Regions from separate parts of the Pan troglodytes genome. Here regions 1 and 3 are each linked to region 2. The links are chromatin contacts, called in public Hi-C maps. All regions are on one chromosome and are shown on one strand. Each heading gives the region's core, a stretch centred on a gene start, on an enhancer-like site or on the middle of the called end of the contact. The rest is flanking DNA. Distances are from core to core; before and after follow the strand shown.

Region 1 (4,220 bases), core at 151-2,650, 220 kb before region 2:
GGTGGTTCTCTCTCAGGAAAGTACCAGAGAGGCCTGGCTCTGGGGAAGTTGGAGGTTTTACTCCCTGGCATCATCTGCAGTCGAGAGTGATCTGGCAGATACTATCTCTCCCAACCAACTTGGCAAGGCTCTGGTCCTGCGTGAGGAGGCAAGGAGTTCTCTTGGATGAGGTGAGCACACCCAGGTGAGGCAGCGCACAAGCTCTGCAGACAGAGGGAGGTTAGCATCCGGAAGAGGCAACTACACAGCTGCCACCCCATTCGGTACTTCTCTCAAGGCACACGGGCGGTGTGGCAGAGCCTGTTCCTTGCTGACCAGTGTCCATTCCCCCTTTCTTCCTTAGTATCGGATTCCAGTTTTATTTGGAGTGGTGATGGGGCTACATTTCCAGCCCTGCTTGCAGCAAGGATGGCCAACGAGACGCAAGCACAAGTCATGACGTGGATCTTCAAGGGGCCCGACTTGGTGGGCAGAGCGCTGTGTTGGCCTTTGGCGTTCCCCGTATTCCTCTGCGGAGGACTCTGCAGTAGCCCATGAGGTTACAGGGCTGATGCGAGGCTCGTGCTCTGGTAATGACTGATCATTTTGTAGGCTGCAGCCTATCTACAGATGTCTTTTAGATGGGCAAATAAACTCTCAATTTGGCAAAGTCACTCCGATTAGGACTCTTACTACCAGCTAAACAGAATTCCTAACTGATCCAGATGGACTTGGAGAGAAAAGAGCTCCCAGTCACTGGAGATGTGCAAGCATCAGTGGCAGGGGTTAGTGGGGCGAGGGGCCTGGCAGGGGCTGGGGGGGGCAAGTGCAGGACTAGAAGTATTTGCTATTTGGTGACCCTCTGTGAGGTGTTCAAATCCCAGCCTGCTGGGGCTATTGGTTAAATGGTTTTAGTCTGAGCCTTAAAACAACAACAGGCTCAAAAGAGAAGAAATTCATCACAAATTAGGGGCCCATTTGTGTCACCTGCCTCTAAACTCTGAGGCTCTGCAGCAGAAGAAGCCCTGTGTTGCTGGGGAGAAGGTGGCTTCACGGACACTCCCGTTTCAGTGTGACTGCTTTTGGGGCCTATAGGGGGCACTAAGGAACTATGGGATCTTGTTGCCTCTGTGGCGGGGTCAGCGCTCAGACCTCCAGCCACCCCAGCCAGCAAGAAGAAGGAATGGGGCTGGGGCTGGGACAAGGGTCGGTTATAATGGGTAGAAATGAAATCGCCCCTTCCCCATTCTTCTTAAAGATCTAAAATGCAGAGCACCTGATTTTAAAGTTCAGAAGAAAATGTCTCCCCTCCGCAATGAGAGCTTGACATTTCTGTCACTGAATCTTAGACTAGAAAGGGGCCTTGGAGATCCGCCAGTCCTCACTATTCATTCAGCAGATGAGAAACTGGAGGCCCGAGAAGGAAAGTGAGGGATCCAAAGAGAGGCAGGGCGTTAGCAGCAGGGCTGGGCCGCAGGCTGGGCCTTCCAACTTCCAGCAGAGTGTTCTTTCCACCACACCACACCCACCGTCTTGGCCACGTTTGTTCTCTTTTCTGGCCCTGGGGGGACTCTGGCAGGGCTGGGGGTCTGATGTGAACTGGAATCTGTTCAATTTCACCTCTCATTGCTCCTGCCAGCTCGCCAGCTCTGGCTGATGGAGGCAATTAGAACCAGACATCCCATAAGGGCATTCCAGAAAGATCTCTTAAAATTCCACAGCAGCTGGGGACTTGCCTTTCCCTGCAGGGATCATCTGGTGTGTAAATACCTAGTTGTGTAAGGCACAGGGTTGAGGGGCCATGCTTACACATACACAGTCTCTCAACCCACATTCACCCACAGATAGAAAAATAGAGAAATATTCAGTAGGAATTCCTTTCCTTTCTACCTCCCAAAGAGAGAAGTGAAGAATTTACAGGCCACCCCGGGAACATTTAATTACTTGCTGCTGAGGGATGGGCACTGTATTTGCACTGGGCAGTGGGTGGCAGAGGGTGGGGGACATCCCTGGTTTTCTTCCTTGCACTGCAGAGGGCTGCTTCCCACCACTGGGTTCCGAGGAAGGCCAAGCAGTGTTTGTGGCCAGCTTAGCAAATATGCAGTCCAGGAGCCTGGCTGAAAGGTGTTGCCTCAGTTTATCTGTGGGAGCCCTGAGGCACCAAAAGACAAAATGGCAGAGCAAGGAACTCCAACCCAGGACCACTGGCTTTGATTAACCTGTTCAATGATCTCCAGTGACTGTAACATCAAAACGGAAGGGCAGACCCTGGCTCATGAGTTGATGGAGCCCTCTCTTTCTCAGAGCTCCCATTTCACAGTTGTCACCAGTCAACCTTGCTTTGGCCAACAATGTGCTTCTGTTAGTTGGCCAGTGTTTAAGTAGACCCAGAGGGCCTTTTGTTAGAAGTCAGTGGGAAACAGCCAAAGCATTGCAAAGGCAGATGGAAAAACCGGACACGTTCTCTAACCTGAGGGAGCACCTAGTTCCACTGTGATTTACAGGAGGCTAGAAGGGGAAGGAAAGGGTCATCATTCTGACAAGTCTACATACCAAATTGGTTGCAGAGCTTAGGAGAGAGCCCACATCTTCTGTTTCCCAGACTAGAGTGTTTTCAACACCATCACACCACCACTCCCAACTCCTCCCTTTGAGGTTGCATTTGGCCTGAATATCCCATGAGAGTAGTGTAAAACAGTGTTAAAAAATTAAATCAGGTCATGATTACTATAATTTTTTATTGGGTAGGCCCAATAACTCTGAGCACCTTTCGAAAATCTGTCCTGGGACTTGTGGTTAATTGGTGATTAATCACCAATCCATTTATTAGATGATTTCACATTACCAATTGATGTTATCTCTGTACTCCCCATTTTCCAGTGATCTCCTCTTGCTGACATCCCTTAGATCTTCTATCTGTATTCCAGATGTGGCATTTTGCAGACTTAGCACTCAGGGAGAGAAGAATGAATCCATCAGTTCGTTCTGCTGATGATTTTTGTGTTTGGAAGTAGAAGTGCGTTTGTTTGTTTACTTATTCAACATCAAACACTTGCTGGTGCTGGGAAAGGTACCAGGTGCTGGGGTAGTTGTTGGGGAATAGAGGACAGAGAACTTGGTTTTAAGGGATTTAAATTTTGGTAGAGGGAGACAGAACATACCCACAATTAGCTCTAATATAGAGAATAAGCCCTACAAGAGAAGGAAAGATGAAGTAAGCTCAGAGGGAAAAATCACCTGGAGAATAGGTGGGAGAGCAATCAGGGAGGAGTTCCTGGAGGTGGTGGCATTAAAGCGATGCCTAGAAGGATGAGTGCTTCTGCTGTGCAGAGACTGGGGAGGTGGAAGAAGTGGGGCAAGGCATTCTAGGTGGGGGAAGGCAAACAGGAAGGAGAGCCATGGCTTGTCTAGCAATCATGAGAGGGTCAGTTTGGCTGATTAGGCTGGTTGGCTGGAGGCAGTCCTTGGATGGTGACGGATATCAAGTGAAGAAGTTTGGGCATCAGGCATGGGGAAACCACCATGGCTTTCTGGGTGGACAAGCCACGTGGGCATCACTACCCTTGAGAAGGGTGAGCAGCAGCAGCGTGGACTGGGTGGGCATGCACACACTGTGACTGCCTTGCCCCGGAGCACCTCTCTGTCCTGCAGTCACTCAGAGCTCTGCTGTGTGTCCATCTCTCCCACTCCCCCAGCATGAATCCATAGACCCCAAGAAAGACCTGCACTGTCTTGTGTTTGAATGATGACCCCCTGGCAGAACTCAAACCACACACCCTGCTGAATGGAACTCTCTTTTTCCTTTCCATAAAACCAGAGAAGTATGTAGAAACCTCGAAGGTCATCAATTCCAACATCCAGTTGATGCTTAGATTTCCTCCATTGCTTCTCTGCAAAGCGATTATCTGTTCCGTGCTTAAATATCTCCAGTGATGGTGAGCTCACTACTTCAAGAGGCAGTCCATACTCACGGTAGTCCTGGACTCACTAATAGAATGGATGGAGCCTGCATCATCCCCATTTCTGCCTCACCCTCACCTGCTAGCACTGTGACAAGACATCTGTCCACGTGTGTTGCATAGCCCTGAAAGAGAGAGATCCCCTTACCCCAGAGCACATGAATTTCCCAGAAGGTCCCTGGAGTAAAAATCTGGTATTAATTGTACTCCTGTTAGAGCAGCACTTTAGAGTTTGCAAACGGCTTTCACAGGCTTTATTGTTCTAGTGCCCACAACACCACT
Region 2 (3,978 bases), core at 1,252-3,751:
CTGTAATCCCAGCTACTCTGGAGGCTGAGACAGGAGAATCGCTTGAACCCAGGAGGCGGAGCTTGCAGTGAGCCGAGATGGCGCCATTGCGCTCCAGACTGGGCTACAGAGCAAGACTCTGTCTCAAAAAAATAAAATAAATTAGCCAGGCATGGTGGCACACACCTGTAGTCCTAGTTACTTGGCAGGCTGAGGCAGGAGGATTGCTTGAGGCCAGGAGGATGAGGCTGCAGTAAGCCATTATCATGCCACGGCACTCCAGCCTGGGTGACATTGTGAGACCCTGTTTCTAAAAAATAAATTAAACAAATAAAAAATAAAGACTGATGGAGTCCAACTCAAGAACTTTAATGCAAACAGGCAGGTGTGAGGGAAGAGAGAGGAAAGGATTGCTTTCAATCACCGGCAGCAAGATAAGGAGCAGTCCAGGAAAGTTTTCAGAAGGGGATGACATTGCTATTAAGACTTACGAGCTGAAGGGAATTCAGTAGCTGCAGATAGAGCCTTTCAGATCGAGGAGGTGGCCCGCGAAGGGGATTCCACTGTCACAAAACATAAAGGCTCTGCACTTCCGTTCCCCACTCCTCGGAGAAGGAGGGTAAAACACGAAGGCTCTGCACTTCCGTTCCCCCACTCCTCGGAGAAGGAGGGTAAAACACGAAGGCTCTGCACTTCCGTTCCCCCACTCCTCGGAGAAGGAGGGTAAAACACGAAGGCTCTGCACTTCCGTTCCCCACTCCTCGAGAAGGAGGGTGAGAAGAGCTGGGCCCTCAGAACCCAGGACCACATAAGAAGTTTTTTCTGTTTAAGACAGCCTTCTTCTCCACTATTTGTCTGGTAAATACCTCGTCTTCAAGCCCCAGCCTAAGGACGCCTCCTCTGGGAAGCCCACCATGACTTTTCCAGGCAGGGTTAGTTGTCCTGTCTGCTGCACTCCTACTACCCTCTGTTCTAGACAGTTAGGGAAATTTAGAAGTTAGGCAAACAGGCTCTGCCACCATTCTGCCTGAGTTCAAATCCTTGCTCAGCCACTGCGTTGCTGAGTCATCTGAAGCAAGGCACTCCCCTCTCTGGGCCTCAGTTTTACCATGTTAAACGGCGTAACGATGGCACTGTCCTCCTGAAGTCACCGTGAGGATGAAACAAGGCAATGTCCCTAAAGCAAGTGCCTGCCGTAGTGTCTGCTCTTGTTACTCATAACCATGGGCTGCTCTTACTGGAAGGTGCTTGTGACCGCAAGAACCCTAAGGGCCAGGGCTATTCATCTCTGAATCTCTCTCTGCAGTGTTTAGAGGTGCTGTCCACAAGTCAGGTGTTCAATTTCTATCTTCTGAAGGACTGAACAAAACATGGCTATGAAAAGGGACAAAATGAATCAAGCCTTAATGCAAAGACACAGTAAATGCAGGTGAAATGACAGGAAAGGAGAAAGGACTGTAGGAAAGTAAATGGGGGAGAGGAGACGGTGCACCGCCTTCAGAGGAGAAAAATTCCTATTAAATTCCTGTTCCGCCTGTAATCTCAGCACTTTGGGAGGCCGAGTTGGGTGGATCACCTGAGGTCAGGAGTTCGAGACCAGCCTGACCAACATGGTGAAACCCTGTCTCTACTAAAAATACAAAAATTAGCCAGGCGTGGTGGTGGGCGCCTGTAATCCCAGCTACTCGGGAGGCTGACGCTGGAGAATCCCTTGAACCCCGGAGGCGGAGGTTGCAGTGAGCCAAGATCTCACCACTGCACTCCAAGCCGGACAACAGAGCGAGACTCTGTCTCAAAAAATAAAAAATTCTCGTTCATCTCTTAACGTGGGGACTTGCCCATTTATATTTGGACGGTATTTTTCTCTGGCTTTCCCACTTCCCGGGGCCTTGGAGCTCCCTCCCCCGCAGGGCGGCTTCTCTCCTCCTCCTCCCTCCTCCCTCCGGCTCCCAGGGGAAGGGCCGCGGCCGCAGCCCTGACCTCGCCTCCCACGCGGGCCAGCAGCCGGCCAGCCCGCGGGCGGGGCAGGAAGGGGGAGCCGAGGCTCCGGGCACCCGAGATCCTTAACTGCAGCTTCCAAAGCCCTGGCTGATCCTAATCAGTGTGGGAAAGGAGCGCCGGGCCCAGCCCGCCGGCCGGAGACGCCGCCTCTTTTCATAAACTTTATCGCCGCGGTGCACAGCCGCTGATAAAGCACCATAAATAAACGAGCGGGCGGGAGTGCGCGGCTGTCCGGAGGCTGCCGGAGCGCACGCCCTGCCTCGGCCCTGCAGCTCCCGGGGGAAATGAATCACACGCCGGGCTGCAAAGAGCAGCATGTTCTCCTCTCCAGACCAAGGCCGTAAATAATAATGCGTTCTTTCCCTACGTGGAGACCCTCACCTTTTGTCTTATGCATTCCGTAAAAAGCTCAGGAGTTTCCTTCTGGCTGCCTGGCCTCCCCTCCTTGCCCCGGGAGTTAGGAGTGCTCTGTTCTGACTTAGGCGTTTCCCTAGGGTGGAGCTCCTGGGCCTGGGTTGGGCCTGGGCGTGTGGCTCCGTGATCGTAAGTCCCCTCTGGCTCTTGCACAACAGACCGAGGCTGGAGCAGGGCAGGGAGGCCGCAGTGGGGGCTGGGTTAGGAGGGGGGTGGTTTGACATCTCAAGTGGTAAGTGATGGTGAGCCCGGTTCCCGCCGTGGTGGCCAAGGACATGTGTGGTGGATAGCCTGCTGCAGCTGAGTCATCGAGGAACCCTGGGTACAGCTTATTCAGAGGCCAAGGGAGAGTGCATACCCTGATCACAAAGAAAGAAGACTTTGCCCCACTTGATGGCGTGTTCAGCAGGCCGCATGATCCGTGTCCCTTAGCTGTTGAAGTTTTGACTTGGGGGGTGCCCGAAGTTAATCTATGGTACAATTTTGGGGAGTAGAGTTTGAGGATGATTCCAGGAACATGAAACAATCTAGAATGTCAGGGGTGTGTGGAACAGCCCAAAGCAGGCCAGCTCCGCCACAAGGTCCAGTCTCTAACCCAACCCTGCTGCCACTCAGCTCTGTGGCCTCAGGCAACCACTGCCCTTCTCTGAGCCTCAGTTTCCCCATCCTTCTAATGATCTCTAAAGAGATCTTCCGGCTCTTCTGCTCACTTAGTGAGAAATAACATCCTTGCTATAAATTCTTCCATTTCCGAGGTGTCCCAGCACAGGCCCCTCTGAAGAAACACTGTAATGTCCACTTAGAAGAAACCAGGGCGTGGGCCATTTCCGTAACTGACACCTCGTTAGCGAGATTAGCACTGGAAATTACCTCCTGGGGAGGTTACAGAGGTTCAGGAGCCCTCTAGCCAGAATAAAGTCAGCTTGTGAGGTAAAAAGATTTAAAAATAAAATCCAGTACTTGATTACAGCATTAGGTCAGTGTTTCTCTGTGCCCCAAGGATAAGCTCCATGGTGGCTGGGGTTCTGCTTCCTGTGAGAAGGATTGGCTGGCTTGAAACATCTCATCCCCAAAAGTCAAATGTTTCCTTTAGTGGGAAGCAGGGCCGGGAAGGAAGGAACTTCTGGTTGCAGCTCTAGAGAGAGAGGAACCTAGGAGTCCTGATAGATTATTTATGGTTCAGCACTCCTAGAGAGTGTGGATTTTGGGAGCTGACTCCTCCAGCCATGGCCAACAAGAGCCGATCACTCATGAAATAGAAATGAACAATGGCGGCCAGGCACGGTGGCTCACGCCTGTAATCCCGGCACTTTGGGAGGCGGAGGCGGGTGGATCACGAAGTCAGGAGTTCTAGACCAGCCTGGCTAACATGGTGAAACCATGTCTCTACTAAAAATACAAAAATTAGCTGGGTGTAGTGGCGAGCGCCTATAATCCCAGCTACTCGGGAGGCTGAGGCAGGAGAATTGCTTGAACCAGTGAGGCGGAGGTCGCAATGAGCCGAGACAGTGCCACTGCACTTCAGCCTGGGCGACAGAGTGAGACTCCATCTAAAAAAAAATAAAAATAAGAAATAAAAGACAT
Region 3 (4,168 bases), core at 1,559-4,058, 130 kb after region 2:
CCTGCATCCTCTCCAGCCCACGACTAAGCACATTCCCAATGCCCCAATCCTACCTATTTTTCAAGGTACACAGGCCAATCCCTCCAGGAAGTTTTCCAAGGTACCCCAACTTAAAAGTAACTTAATTCTCCTGAAACTCCATAGCATTTTACCTCTATCCAGACATATGTCTCTCTTGAACCTACGACCCCCCAGAGGAATTTACTGGGCCATCCGTAGATGTCAGCTGTACACGTTTATATGTATCTCTAGACTGTTGGCTTCCAGAGAGCAATAACGGTCTTACTCACTGCTGTAAACCCAGGTAGACCAGCAATACTATTATCCATACAAGTGTGGTTTCATATTTTGTTTCTGTCCTCCTGATCTCTCAAGCCACCACCTAACTCAGAAAAGAAAGGAAAAATAAAGGAATGTCCAGTCATCATATCAGAAAATCAGCGTCTGTCTGCCCCCGCAGTTTACTGTCAACTTCTTGCAGGCCGCCACTGTATCTCTCACCGTGGAAATCCCACGGTTTAACACAGTGTCTGACACTGCGCGTGTGTTCCACAATGAAAGAGAGAGGGGGCTTGCCCAAGGTCACCCAGAGTCAGGAACCACTGAATCTCACCCGGGACGAGATCGGGCGAAATCATTGACAACGTTATCTCAGTGGGGAGCTGGGAGGCAGGAAGGAATGAAGTGTCTGAGAACCGTGCGCCAGGCCTCCGGGACGCGGGAAGGGCTGAGGGGGCGGGAGGCCACATCAAACAAGACGCTGGGCTCCCGGGCTGCCCGGAGCCGCGAGCCGAGCTCCCAGGCGGCGGGAAGGGCGGAGGGGCGGTGGGGGCACGGGGGCCGGCGACCCGGGCAGGCGGGAGGGAGGCGGAGGAGGCGGCCGGCCGGCCCAGGCAGTGCGCGCCGCCCGCCCGGCTCGGCAAATCCCCCAGGGAGGCCGCCGCCAGAGCCCTGGCGCTCCCGGCCCGGCGCCCGCCACGTGGCACCCGGCGGCGGCGGCGGCGACTCCTCCCGGCGCGCGGCCCGGCCAGCAGGCAGCACGCAGCCGCCCGCGCCGCCCGCCTCCTCCCGGCCGCCCGCCGGCGGCCTCCCGGGCGTAGTGAGGGGGAGCGGCCCGGCCGCCCGGGACCCGGGGAAGGGGCGGGCGGCGCGAAGCCGCTTTAACCGCAGTCGCCGAGCGGAGGCAGGAGGCTGACCCGGCCGCTTCCTAAGTGCGGTCAGGCATCCCGTGACCGCGGCGGGCGCCCAGGGCCCCGCGGCGGGAGGGCGGGGGCGAGGAGCAAACTTGGAGGCCCCCACCTCGCCCCCGGGCTGTTGCGAATGCGGCTTTCGGCCGAGTGAAAACCCCAAGCCCGAAAGTGAGGGTGGGGAGGCGGGGGTTGGAAGAATTCCCCACTCTCCACCCCGGGTGTGCGCTCCCCGCCCGGAAGAGCTGACCTTGGCCTGGGGAGGCGGGGGTGGGGAGAGAGGGTAAGCGCCGGGGCTCGGCTCCCAGCCCGCCGCCCCCTCGGATTCCTGGCCCGGCGGGGCCGGAGGAGGGGGCCCCGGACACACACACACACACCCCACACGCAGCGCGCGCCAATGAGCCCGGGCCAGGCGCAGGGGGCGGGGTTTTCCCAGGCTCGAGCACAGCAGCTGCTATTTACCTTCTTGGCTTCTCCCGGGGACCAGGAACCGGCCCCCGCTCTCCGCCGCCCGTCGCCGCCCCCCGCCTCCCTGCCCCCGGGGCGCGCGCACACACACTCACTCACACACGCACACACACACACATCCTCCCGGCCCGGCCGCAGCCGCGGCGGCAATAAAACATCCTGGCACGTGCTCCGGCTCCAGGCGCGCCCACGCCGGCCGGCTGATGTCAAACTGCAGCTCGGCTGGTGTAGCTCTTAAAGGGCCCGCGGGCGCCGGGGGCCGAGGCCGCCCGCGGGGCGAGGAGGGAGAGGCTGCTTCCTTGCCCGCCACCTCAACGCGCCGCAGAACCTAAAGCCTACGGATGAAAAGGGAAAGGGTGGTGAAGGAGGGCGCGAGTCCCTGAGGCATTGCCCTCGGAGCCCCCCTTGCTCATTTTTTCATTTGAAATACCGTTTCCTTCCACCCAGTTGCAAATTATTCTGATTGTTTCCTGGGGAAGCCCGGGGTCTAAGGCCCCAAATCCAGAAGAGGAATTTCGGAAAGACGGGGTGGGGGTGGGGTGGGGAAGGGATTCAAGAACTACCTTGCTCCGAAAAACCTGTATTTGTAAGGTAGAAGGCAATTTTTCCTTTTTCTGCATGGAAACAGTAAAATTTTTTTGGCCCTTTTCCTTTACCATCCACTTTCACCCTCCTGAATGTAAAGTCTGAGCGGGAACTTTAGATGTGTCGGTAACTCACACTCTTACACGCGTCCCCCCCCCCCGCCCCCTTTTAACCACTGCTGTTTTTTTCTTTATTGTTTATACCTTTAAAAAAATATGTTTCAAATGAACTTACTACAGTCAAAGCAGCTCTGTTACATATGAGAGAGGGCATAAAGAGCAAAGACCCTGGCTCCAAAAGAAATAGACAAGATCAAAACCAAAGCGGAAAGAAAAAAAAAATCTCTAAACCAAAGCCCAGAGGGAGAGTAGCAAAGGGTTAAAATCCTTTTGATTGACGTTGTAGCCTCCGGTGCCCTGGGCTCAGGCGCGCGCCATTGGCCGCCAGACCTTGTGCCTGGCGGCCAATGGGGGGGCGCGGTCCACGAGCGGTGCCGCGTGTCTCCTCCTCCCATTGGCTGAAAGTTACTGTGGGAAAGAAAGTTTGGGAAGTTTCACACGAGCCGTTCGCGTGCAGTCCCAGATATATATAGAGGCCGCCAGGGCCTAGGGATCACACAGGATCCGGAGCTGGTGCTGATAACAGCGGAATCCCCCGTCTACCTCTCTCCTTGGTCCTGGAACAGCGCTACTGATCACCAAGTAGCCACAAAATATAATAAACCCTCAGCACTTGCTCAGTAGTTTTGTGAAAGTCTCAAGTAAAAGAGACACAAACAAAAAATTCTTTTTCGTGAAGAACTCCAAAAATAAAATTCTCTAGAGATTAAAAAAAAAAAAAAAAGGAAAATGCCAGCTGATATAATGGAGAAAAATTCCTCGTCCCCGGTGGCTGCTACCCCAGCCAGTGTCAACACGACACCGGATAAACCAAAGACAGCATCTGAGCACAGAAAGGTAAGGGCGGTACCTGTATCTCTTTGCAGCCCCTCAAAATTAAGTAGGGGTTGGGGGGCTTCTTTCTGTCTTGAAACCCCGGGATGGCAGATTCCATGGGAACACAGAACTCTTTTTTTTTATTTGCAGTCATCAAAGCCTATTATGGAGAAAAGACGAAGAGCAAGAATAAATGAAAGTCTGAGCCAGCTGAAAACACTGATTTTGGATGCTCTGAAGAAAGATGTAAGTGGGGAAATGCTGCTCGCTCTTTTAATTAAAAAACAAACACTTTCTCAGCTACTAAGAGTGAAACCCCCCGCCCTGCGGGGTCTGGCACTCGCTGGTACTGCGTTCTCCCAGGCGGGAGGGCCCGGCCTTATTCGCTGGGGTCCAGAGATAATGCTTGCGCTCCGTGGCCGGGAGGAGGGACCCCCAGCACTCTGAAGCAGCTGACACGGGGCTCACTTTCCTTTCTTGCCTCCTCCTATGCAGAGCTCGCGGCATTCCAAGCTGGAGAAGGCGGACATTCTGGAAATGACAGTGAAGCACCTCCGGAACCTGCAGCGGGCGCAGATGACGGGTGAGGGCGGCTCGCCGCGTCCCCCTGTGCGGGCGTCCCGCTCGCCTCGCGGTGATTTCTTCCAGACTTCCGCCCGTGGTTGTGAGAGGCATTCAGCTACATTTTACTGCCTTGGCTCACTCTCGCGTTCCCACGGTCTGGGGCTTATTTATAGCCACAACTCCAAGTTGTTACTGTTCCGGAAAGGGAGGGAAAGAGGTTGCAGCCGCGAGGGTGGCGGGCGGCGGGTAGGGGCGAAAGGACTTACGACTGTGGCGGTTTGGAACTGCGTGGAGCCTGGGGGTCACTGGTTTAGCACTCCTTCCCGTTGCAGAAGGGGAAATGAGGCTTGGATGATGGATTGGGAGGCATTGTCCAAGGTCACATCGCGCGCGGGGGTGGGGGTGACAGATCTGGGGCTGAGATAGGTT

The links. A called contact is a pair of places that touch in the nucleus more often than the background predicts.
Region 1: a Hi-C map of induced pluripotent stem cells shows a contact between it and region 2, with 1.8 times the contacts expected there. The contact joins two enhancer-like sites. A contact is called at or near these places in 4 of 7 Hi-C or Micro-C datasets (blood, induced pluripotent stem cells and stem cell-derived neural progenitor cells).
Region 3: a Hi-C map of stem cell-derived neural progenitor cells shows a contact between it and region 2, with 3 times the contacts expected there. The contact joins the promoter of HES1 here to the enhancer-like site in region 2. A contact is called at or near these places in 2 of 7 Hi-C or Micro-C datasets (blood and stem cell-derived neural progenitor cells).

The regions. Positions count from the first base shown.
Region 1 is chr2:196,966,406-196,970,625 of NHGRI_mPanTro3-v2.0_pri, forward strand. No RefSeq gene overlaps it. Among named protein-coding and RNA genes, the nearest start is that of ATP13A4, 200 kb to the left of the region's middle. Within about 2 kb of position 1,401, at least 6 of the 24 cell types and tissues checked have an H3K27ac peak or open chromatin away from gene starts, as enhancers often do. A contact at or near this core is called in induced pluripotent stem cells and stem cell-derived neural progenitor cells, where this site is marked.
Region 2 is chr2:197,184,845-197,188,822 of NHGRI_mPanTro3-v2.0_pri, forward strand. No RefSeq gene overlaps it. Among named protein-coding and RNA genes, the nearest start is that of HES1, 130 kb to the right of the region's middle. Within about 2 kb of position 2,502, at least 11 of the 24 cell types and tissues checked have an H3K27ac peak or open chromatin away from gene starts, as enhancers often do. A contact at or near this core is called in induced pluripotent stem cells and stem cell-derived neural progenitor cells, where this site is marked.
Region 3 is chr2:197,317,020-197,321,187 of NHGRI_mPanTro3-v2.0_pri, forward strand. It overlaps HES1 (hes family bHLH transcription factor 1), which reads left to right and starts at 2,809. Exons shown (of 4, transcript XM_516956.7): 1 at 2,809-3,196; 2 at 3,326-3,421; 3 at 3,671-3,758. The coding sequence starts at 3,089.